2 separate regions of the Oncorhynchus mykiss genome follow, and region 2 is linked to region 1. A link is a contact called in public Hi-C data. All regions are on one chromosome and are shown on one strand. The core of a region is the stretch at or near the end of the contact, and the rest is flanking DNA. Distances in the headings are between cores, read along the strand shown. Region 1 overlaps ndrg2 (protein NDRG2). Region 2 overlaps LOC110531544 (heterogeneous nuclear ribonucleoprotein C).

What was found. Hi-C and Micro-C count contacts between places; a contact is called where the count stands out from the background.
Region 2: a Hi-C map of liver shows a contact between it and region 1, with 3 times the contacts expected there. The contact joins two enhancer-like sites. A contact is called at or near these places in 3 of 3 Hi-C or Micro-C datasets (blood and liver).

What each region holds. Positions count from the first base shown.
Region 1 is chr9:14,172,074-14,177,283 of USDA_OmykA_1.1, forward strand. The region is part of intron 1 of ndrg2 (protein NDRG2); the gene reads right to left. Among protein-coding and RNA genes, the nearest start is that of ndrg2, 17 kb to the right of the region's middle. Within about 2 kb of position 1,783, at least 6 of the 11 cell types and tissues checked have an H3K27ac peak or open chromatin away from gene starts, as enhancers often do. A contact at or near this core is called in liver, where this site is marked.
Region 2 is chr9:14,217,337-14,222,202 of USDA_OmykA_1.1, forward strand. LOC110531544 (heterogeneous nuclear ribonucleoprotein C) reads right to left here. Exons shown (of 10, transcript XM_036989206.1): 2 at 1,186-1,243; 3 at 619-738. The coding sequence starts at 1,190. Among protein-coding and RNA genes, the nearest start is that of LOC110531544, 4.1 kb to the right of the region's middle. Within about 2 kb of position 2,260, at least 5 of the 11 cell types and tissues checked have an H3K27ac peak or open chromatin away from gene starts, as enhancers often do. A contact at or near this core is called in liver, where this site is marked.

The DNA of each region.
Region 1 (5,210 bases), core at 533-3,032:
GGTTGGAGAATTAAATCACCTTGATCTCAACATTTAAACGGACTGGAAAATAACTGTACGTTTTGAGACTAAAGACACCCTTCGAGCTAGTTGACCACCGATTTTCACATTTTTTAAACTGGAAGACTAGCCAACTATCTAGTAAAAACTTTGGATATGGGGTTATTGTCTCTTTTTTTTGAACAAAATTAAACAGATATATCTTGTAATTGAACAAAATAGTAAGGTGGCCAATAACTGGGTCCGTATGCCGAAAATACCGGACTTGTTTTTTTCACTGAATCGCTTATCAAATAGTAGTATTTCCACTGAAATGTCAAACATGCTAATTGCTAACACGTTAGCTAACATTTTTACAACACCAATAATCACAAAACATTGACGGCTTGATCACAAGATAACACTGTTGAAGGTAATATACTTCTTAAAAACGCTGTTGAATATGCCGATAATACCAGGTGCTACGATATGACCATCCACTTGTATTGCTAGTACTGCATTATGGTTCATTGTTTAGCAGCTAATTTACATGTCCAAGCAAGACTCCACGTGTAGACAATTGAGACCCATCCACGTAGCTAGATGTGGCTGGGGGATGGCTATAGCCTCTCTTTCACATGACCCATCAATCTAGGCAAGTGTGTCTGGGTAAGCATCATTTAATAATGATAAAATATTTATCTGGACACTTTCTGTTTTTGATATTGCGACTATGCCAGTAACGATTTAACACGTTCAAAAATACACCTTCTGTATCCTGTGCATGTGACAAATAAACATAATTATTTGATATAGTGTGTGTTTACCAAAGATGGTAATGTGAAGAACAACATGACCTGCACCAAAGTCAGATTAGGATATAGGCCAAAGACTAGATAAAGTGCATTTTTACCTGGAGGTTTTCCTTATTGTAGGCTACCATCTTCACCACTTTTACTCTTGAAATCTTTGGTTGTTTACTACACTACCTTGCTCTCTCTGCTAAGCGCATGGTTACACATGTGAATCCTTAAAGAGATGGGTGAGGCTAAGGCTTAAGAGGGTGTGAACAATGCTGAATGGGTGTAGGCAAAGAAGAGCTCTCCAGTATGTGTACCAAAACATTCAAAGCCAATTTTGTCAAAAGTAGGGTTACAAGTTTATCACCTTTCAAAGCAGAACTACTTTCCCGACGTTGCTCAACTGCAGTGTTTTTGTAGAATCTCAACTTTTATCCAATGTGAAAAACACAATTTCAAATGTTGCTACATAAGACTGAAAAGGGGTGCTGGGTCACATATATAGATTTGTATGACATTTTCCATTTTTAGAGAGAGAGGATGACAGTGGGTGAAGATAGAGAGAGGTTGTTTTAAAGGACAGTTGGCTGGATTCCAACCCTTGCTGACAGTATAGATACGTGAGCCGGAGGCGGCGATGCTACCACTTCACAAGCGTCTTTATTCCACTCTATTATTCAGAATGTAGAATATATTTTAATCGCCTTCATAATATTATTACTTTCAAATACTGAAATTAACATTTTAATAGCGAGCGACTAGATGTCCAATCTAATGCCACATGACATGAAAGTAATTTTATGGAATGGTAACGGAATAATTATCAGAGAGACAATCACCCGGTACAATTTGGTTGTACACAAGTAATTAAATTACAATACAAGCCATGGATAACAATATGAATCAGCTCTCTGCAAATCAACAAACAGTGACATCATCCCAAATTCCCTATATAGTGCACTACTTCAGACCGGAGCTCTACACAGGCAGCAGCATTGCATCACACTGTTTCACAAAATGATCAGCCACAATGTGTTATGTGCAAGAGCTAGTTGGTTAGCTATTGACTGGAATGTGGCAATCATTCAGTCATGTGACTAGCGGGTAGGTTGATTATGTATTAGCCTCTCTCTCTCTCATCACAACCATTAAACTCTTTAACTGTTTTAAAGTTAACATTGGCCTCATGGTGGGTGCCCTACTTTGCGAGGCATTAGAAAACCTTCCTGGTCTTTGTGGTTGAATCTCGATGCTCAACTGAGGGACCTTACAGATAATTTAATGAGTTGGGTACAGAGATGAGGTAGTCATAAAAAATAATGTTAACAGTATTATTGCACACATAGAGAGTCCATGAAACGTATTAGGTAACTTGTTAAGCTCATTTTTACTCTTGAATTTATTTAGGGGTGCCATAAAGGGGTTGAATACGTATTGATTCAAGACATTTCAGCTTGTCATTTGTAAATAATTTGTAAAAACGATTGAAAAACATCAATCCACTTTGAATTTGGTCTAGGCCAGTGACAAAACAATCGTAATTTTAAAAACAATTCAAGGGGTATGAATACTTTCTTAAGGCACTGTATGTATATACAGCAAATTTGTCATTTGCTATCTCTGTTCCTTTCTCTTTTGCTCCCACCCTCCTCTTTCTGTCCGCCCCTCTTTATCTCTCGCTCTCTCTTTATCTCTTTCTCTCTCTCTCTCTCTTTTCCTCTCTTGCCCTCTCTCTCTCAAGCACACTCTCTCCCCCTCTCAATCACTCTCTCAATCTATCTTTCTCCCTGTGTGTGAGACAGTGTGTTCTAGAGCGTGTAAAAATGGTTAAACTGCACAGGAGGGACCGTCTGTCACTACATAGAGATGGAGAGAGAGAGAGGGAGAGAGCTATGGGGGAGCTGAACACCCCCCCCACGTATATCTCTGTCTCTAGCTCTCAACAGTTTGCTCTTTGTATTATGGATGTTATTCAACAGCTGCTTAGCTTGCGTTATCGGTCCTGAAGCGCTTGGTAGCCTGACACGCAAAATCAGCTTTTACGCATCAGGAAATAGCTCTCGCGGGATAATTGTGTTTACACAGGCTTTGGATATAATCTGACCGTTCGGTGGAGTAGTCAGTACAGCTGCCATATGTAACTAAATGTGTTCAGTTTAAAAATCATGAAGCTTACGTAGGCGGCATGGTTGCGTTCAGGAGGGCTGAAAACGTGAGATAGAAATGTTGCACCCTGCACAGCAAATACTCCAGTGTTAAATCAACACAGAGTGTCAAATATAAAACTGGTCCAGTATCTATACAGGTCCACACTTTTCAGTGTTAAATTAACACATTGCTTTGTGTAAAGCCTTATTTGAATATTTCCCAGGGTGCCTTGCCTTTCGAGTGAATTGTATCGTTAACACCCATGACTGTATTTATTAGTAAAGAGACATTTTGTTGTTGCATTCATCCATTTTCAGTACTGTGACCTTCACTAAGTAAGATCCTTATCAAATATTTTATCATTAAGGCTTGCCTGACCTCTACTTGTTCCTGGGCAGCTGCTACACAGCGTTACATCTCACTCTTGCCACCTCCCCGGGTCAACAACAAGACTCAGGCCCTCGCACGGTTCTGGCTGGGATCTTACCTCAGAACCCTGAGTCTGATCCCGGTCGACCTGTGAGCCCCAGTCTCTTTCCTGCTCTCCACACACTACGTCCAGCTCCAAAAGTTCTTAAGAAATTTTTAAATGGAAAAAGAGCCAGTCACGGATTTAACTAAACACTGCTCTCTTCTCTCTCTTGTGCAGGAGCGGGAACCAGTGTCCAGTGCACGGGCTTGCTTCAGCCAAGCCCACAACGGTTTGGCGCAACGTGGCCCATCCTGCTCTGCTGAACCGGCACCGGGACCTGTCCTGGATGGTCGCCCATGAGATCCTCCCGGTCAGGGCTGTTATGCACTCCCGTTATGCACTCCTGGGGCATGGTGAGGACACCCGCATGCCCCCGACCAGGGGTCAGCCGCTGTGGAAGGAAGCAGGCCCCTTGGTCTCCCTGTTTCTGCCAGGAGGGGAGGACACCCCAGCTCGTGCTGTATGGGGTGGGCCGAAGGCCTATTCCACCGAAGGCCTTCACCAAGCTCTGGCCTACCCTCACGTGTCTGAACGATGCACTGTGGTCCTCCCGCAACCTGCTGGTAGTGAAACGAGCAGAAACCACCCCCCAGGCAGTGGCCATGGTAGCCACGGAAACCCTGGGGTGGTACAGAAGAAAGGGGGCCTCGACCCCAAGCGAAGGGTCCCCCACAATACCCAAGGCCACGGCGGCCAAGGCCTGACAGCGCTGCAGCGCCTTGGGGAGGGATCTCCTCTGGGCACCGACAGACAGGGCGGTAATTGATTCGGAGGAGCAGGAGGCAAGTTTGATAAGGACTCACCCTGTTCCTGGCAAAGGACCGAAGACAGCCTTTTAACAAAGTGACTTTTTGACATGTTTTTCATGTCTTAAAAATGTTTTACCTTTGTTAAATCATTTGTACACATTTTAAATGGCTTTTTTTTTACAAGAAAAAGTACTTTTATTCACGGTTGTTTCTATTGTTTTTAACAACATGTACTTTTTAACAAATTTAAAATTCAAATACTGTGTTTTATACTTTTATGCCTTTTTTTATGTGTATAAAATTATGTGCAAAAATAGGAGCTGTTTTAAAGGAAATGCAACAATAAAACTTTTCCAAAAGAAAAAAAGAAAAGTCCTTTAATTTTAATGATTGTTTAACACAATACAACACATATTTCATAAGGACTTATTTTGAGAGGCCCTCAAATTACCCTAATAGAGAGGCCTGAAACTCATGATTTACAGGCAACATCAGACCTCCAAGTCACATTATCCTGACTTGCAAAGTGATGTGTAATTCAAGTTTCAATTTCAGTGAAATGCCTTTCTTGTAAGCTCAAACCCCAACAATGCAGTAATCAATAACAATGTAATACTAAAAATAACAAGGGAGAACAAAAACACAAGTTATAAAATAAGAAGAACACAATGAACACGATGAAGTAAGCTATATACACGGTCAGCTCCAATACCATATTTACAATGGGCAGGGATACTGGATGGATAGATATGTATAGGGGTAAGGTGACTAGACATCAGGATATATGATAAACAGAGTAGCAGAAGTGTGCGTACATGATGATTGTATGTGAGTTGTTGTGCATGTGTGTAGTCAGTATAGAGGTCCTGGATGGCAAAGAGCCCGGTCCTAGTGATGTCCCGGGCTGTCCGCACCACCCTCTGTAGCGTTATGCGATCGTGGGCGGTGCTACTTCCATACCAAGCAGTGATGCTGCCAGTCAAGATGCTCTCAACGGTACAGCTCTATAACTTTTTGAGGATTTGAGGGCCCATGCCAAACCTTTTCAACCTCCTGAGGGGG
Region 2 (4,866 bases), core at 1,010-3,509, 46 kb after region 1:
AGTGAGCATTTCTACCGTGCCAAGATAATCCATCCACCTGACAGGTGTGGCATATCAAGAAGCTGATTAAACAGCATGATCATTACACAGGTGCACCTTGTGCTGGGGACAATAAAAGGCCACTAAAATGTGCAGTTGTCATAACACAATGCCACAGATGTCTCAAGTTGAAGTAACGTGCAATTGGCATGCCAACTGCAGGAATGTCCACCAGAGCCGTTGCCAAAGAATTGAATGTTGATTTCTCTACCATAAGCTGCCTCTGACGTCATTTTAGAGAATTCCTGTCTGTAAATAATTTCAATTGCCTGGGCCTGGCTCCCCAGTGGGGGGGCCTGGCTCCCCAGTGGGGGGGCCTGGCTGCCAAGTATATGGGCCTATGGCTGCCAAGTGGATGGGCCTATGGCTGCACAGTCATCTAAAATCCATAGATTAGAGCCTAATGAATTTATTTGACTGATTTCCTTATATGAACTGTAACTCAATAAAATCTCTGAAAATGTTTAATGTTGCATTTATATTTTTGTTCCTTATATATATATATATATATATATAAATAAATAAATAAATAATTAGGGGAATTGTGCAACCCTGCATAGTACTGTCCATGCTCCCAACCTGAAGATGGCCTCCACGTCTGCCTTGGTGACCAGGAGAGTGTTGAGGTTCCCGATGAAGACCCGGGAGTTGAGGGAGCGAGGGTCAGTCTTGTTGGTAACGTTGCCAGCCATCAAGCTACTGGTGGTGGGACACCGTTGTTTATGAGAAGGGGATGAAAGGAAAAGAGCGGGGAAACAGAGGGGGGGAGAGAGAGAGAGATGTAAGCTGAGTGTGTGGATATGCGTGTCTGTGACCATGTGCCTGTTTGGGGATGCTTTTCAACATAAACTGGACCTGATTTCAGTGTGTGTGTCTATACACAGACACACACAGTTGTTTAAAACAAGCATCCCCTTCATTGTGTATGTAGATCACTTTGGGTGATGGCTCACAGTACATGGTGACTGTATAGGTGGACTTTCATGTGCCTATAATCTAAGGTAATTGTTTTGTGCACAGGAAGGTGGGGGTTGTCAGTCACATACACGTTTGTCAACAGCCATTTTGCACAGATTTCAGGGTTTAAAGCCTTCTGTTCCTACATCTAGAGAACATATAGGCAGGGTTGAAATAGCCAGAACTCACTCCATATTGCCTGTACCCTGGACGGTCGTGGTCTGCCTGCCTGCCTGCCTACCTGTTTCTGTTGGAGAGAAGAGTGTCATTATTGGTAATTCGAGCCGGAGCTCAGCAATGCATTGTGGGAGATGTATTGCATCTACAGGGAGGTGGCGATGTCTCTAGAATGAGAAATCTCCAGAAGTGAAATCTCCAGAAGTTCAGTATTTCTTGTTTTTGGATCAATGCTGCCCCCATGAGGTACTTGGGGGGGGGGGGGGGGGGGGGGGGGGGGGGGGGGGGGGGGGGGGGGGGGGGGAGAGAGAGAAATATACCACACGCATAAAAAACAAAAGTTGTAGCGGTAAAGGAAGAAGTAGCAAGCACCCCCAAAAACCTGTTGGACAAATAGTATTATCATAACAAACAAGACTTAGCATGACAAAGTACCTGAGCATACAGCAGTCATTAGATACACAAACAATATGATCCACGGCTGGCATGACAACCTCAGAGACACTAAATAATAGAATGACTGCATCCCATGCCACCCTAAACCATACATAACCCACCATAGGGGCTCAGAGGGCTCCAGTCAAAAGTAGTGAACTTGAGGGAATAGACTGCTATTTGGGATACATCCAATAGTATATTAGCTACCACGTGTACTCTTGACACATTACTTCTCATAAATGTCTGTGAACTACATTAACAGGAAGTGATTTAAGTCTCTGGCTTTCATTATTAGGCATTTTTTGTGGTAAATTGAATCAGTCCCAATTGGCACCCTATACCCTATATAGTGCACTACTTCTAAACAGGGCCCATAGGGCTACGGTCAAAAGTAGTGCACTTTACAGAGAACATATAGGGTGTCATTTGGGATGTGGACAAGGGATATGTTATTACATGGTGTGGGGAGGACATTCTCAAATGTCTGTCTTTGTAAATCCCAAAGCAGAGCCCCTCGTGGCTTGTGTCCACTTTCATAAATGATAAAAATAGAAGGCTCCACAGCCTTCTCTGCACGGTGGACACACACATTTCAGATTACACTGCCGTGCTGGGTCTGGGTGTCTATCCAAAAGCTTAATGCACTTTTCAGTTAGTGATTTTGGCTAGGATGTGTTGTCACGCCTGGCCAGTTGACAAGGCTGGGTTAGTATCTACCAGCGTCGATGAGGGGAGAACGCAGGCAGGTCATGTGACCCTAGTAAGAGGTGATATAACACGCACAGCTGTGACTATTATGGGCTGGAGAGGGACATAATCCTAGAGTCCCAATAATCTCTCCTTTCTCCTGAAGTATGCCGTTGTTCCCCACAAATATATAAAGCATTGTATTGGCAAAGGCATAGGCCAGTGAGAGTTCCACTACATTTATTATTTAAGTCATTTCCTTTCAAGAGGAAGAGATCATTGGAACATGGCACTAGTCTGGAAGATGGTACTACATGTTGTTGGTTGTGTGTGTGTGTGTGGGGGGGGGGGGGGAATCAATAGTTACATATCAGAACATTATTTTTGACAATAGTCTACAGTTTTGACAATATTGCAATATAATTTGTGCTAGTTGGCTGTACCAAAACTACGCTATTTGTCCTTTGTCCCTCTACAGAAGACATGGTGAGCAATATGTTTGGAACATTGAATCGTGAGAAGAAAAAAAATCCTAATACATAACTTATTAGCACCTGTATGGTGATATCGCATCGTAAGGTCCCTAGCCTTATTGGTGATACTATAATGCAGTCAGACTCATAGTGCCCTTCACTTCCCATTTAGATATGATTTTACAAGAAGTGAAAAGACACACCACATGTGGAATTGTTTAAGAGCGCAGAACAGTTTAGGTTTATATTCAAGGCTTTCATTGGTGTGTGTGTGTGTTGTGTGTGTTGTGCTTTAACATTTGTCACGTATGACATCTCCAGTTAACAAGTAAGTAGTTAGGTCAGTATTTCTCAACTCCTGGTAAGTTGGGGGATCCGGTTTCTCAGCAGCCCCTTCGATGGTTACCCGTCACCGATGTTGTCAGTGCCTTCAGACCGTATTCATACTTATCACACATGTTGTGTTACAGCCTGAATTCAAAATCAAATACTCTCATCCATCTACACACAACATAATGACAAAGTGAAAACATGTTTTTAGACATGTTTTCTTAATTCATATCTCATTTACGTATGTCAACCCAGAGGCAAAACTTTGTAGAAGCACCTTTAGCAGTGACTACAGCTGTGTCTTTCTGGGTAGGTCTAAGATTGGGAAACATTTGCCCATTTTTCTTTAAGCTCTGTCCAATTGGTTGTTGGTCATTGCTAGACAACCATTGTAAAGTCTTGCCATTCCTTTTGACTTAAATCTATTTAAAAAAACTGTAAATTGGCCACTGTCTTATTGGTAAACAACTCCAGTGCAGATTTGTCCTTGCGTTTTACGTCATTGTCCTATTGAAAGGTTAATTCATTTCCCAGTGTCTGATTGAAAGCAGACTAAACCAGGTTTTCCTCTAGGCTCTTGCCTGGATGCATTTAAAATAAAATAGTACACGATTCCTTCTTTTCACTCCGTCAATTAGGTTAGTATCGCGGAGTAACTACAATGTTGTTGAGCCATTCTACTATCACAGCCATTCAATTCTGTAACTGTTTTAAAGTCAACATTAGCATCATGGTGAAATGCCTGAGCGGTTTCCTTCCTCTTTGGAAACTGAGTTAGGAAGGACGCCTGTATCTTTGTAGTGACTGGGTGTACTGATACACCATCCAAAGTGTAATTATTAACTTCACCATGCTCAAAGGGATATTAAAATGTCTGTTTTATTTATCTTTACCTTTCTTTGCGAGGCATTGGAAAACCCCTAATCTTTGTGGTTGAATCCGTTGAAATTCACTGCTCGACTGAGGGACCTTACAGATAATTGTTTGTGTGGGGTACAGAGGGGATGTAATCATCCAAAATAAATGTAGAACACTATTATTGCACACAGTCAGTAGATTTTTACTCCTGAACTTATTTAGGTTTGCCATAACAATGGGGTTGAATACATTTCAGCTTTTCATTTGATTAAATTTGTAAAAATTCCATTACAAACAATCCCAATGACATTAATGGGGTATTGTGTGTAGGCCAGTGATTTATATTTAAAAAATTACCTTGTAATTTAAAAAATATATATTTTAAATTCAGGCTGTGTAACAACAAAATATGGAAAAGGTCAAGGGGTGTGAATACTTTCTGAAGGTGACCAATCTGTTTGTTTTTTTAAATCAAGAAAAAGAAGTGGGAAAGTAGGGGTTCAATGTGAAATGCAAACTACTAGGCTACTCAAAACTACAAAAACAAATGGACAGTAGTGATAGGCTATCACAACACAAAAGCAGCAGAAAACTACTTGCTTTAGGGATTTCCAAAAGGAGAAAAAAAGGCTACTTCACAAAGGCAGAAAGAAAAAACTAAACTAGATTCAAAATCCATGTCAACGTGGAGGTGGGAAAAAAAAAAAAACAGGAGACCAACTTACGATTTGTCGCTGCTCAAAAAAGATGCCTCAAAAACTAAAAAAAGGGAAACAAAAAAATTTAAATTAGAAGAGAACACCTGTAATGTTGAACTGAACCCATAATCAGAGGCTACGAACGATGCTAATGATAGAAGATTTAGAAAGAAATCATTGTGATTGTGTTAGTGGCCATATACATGTAT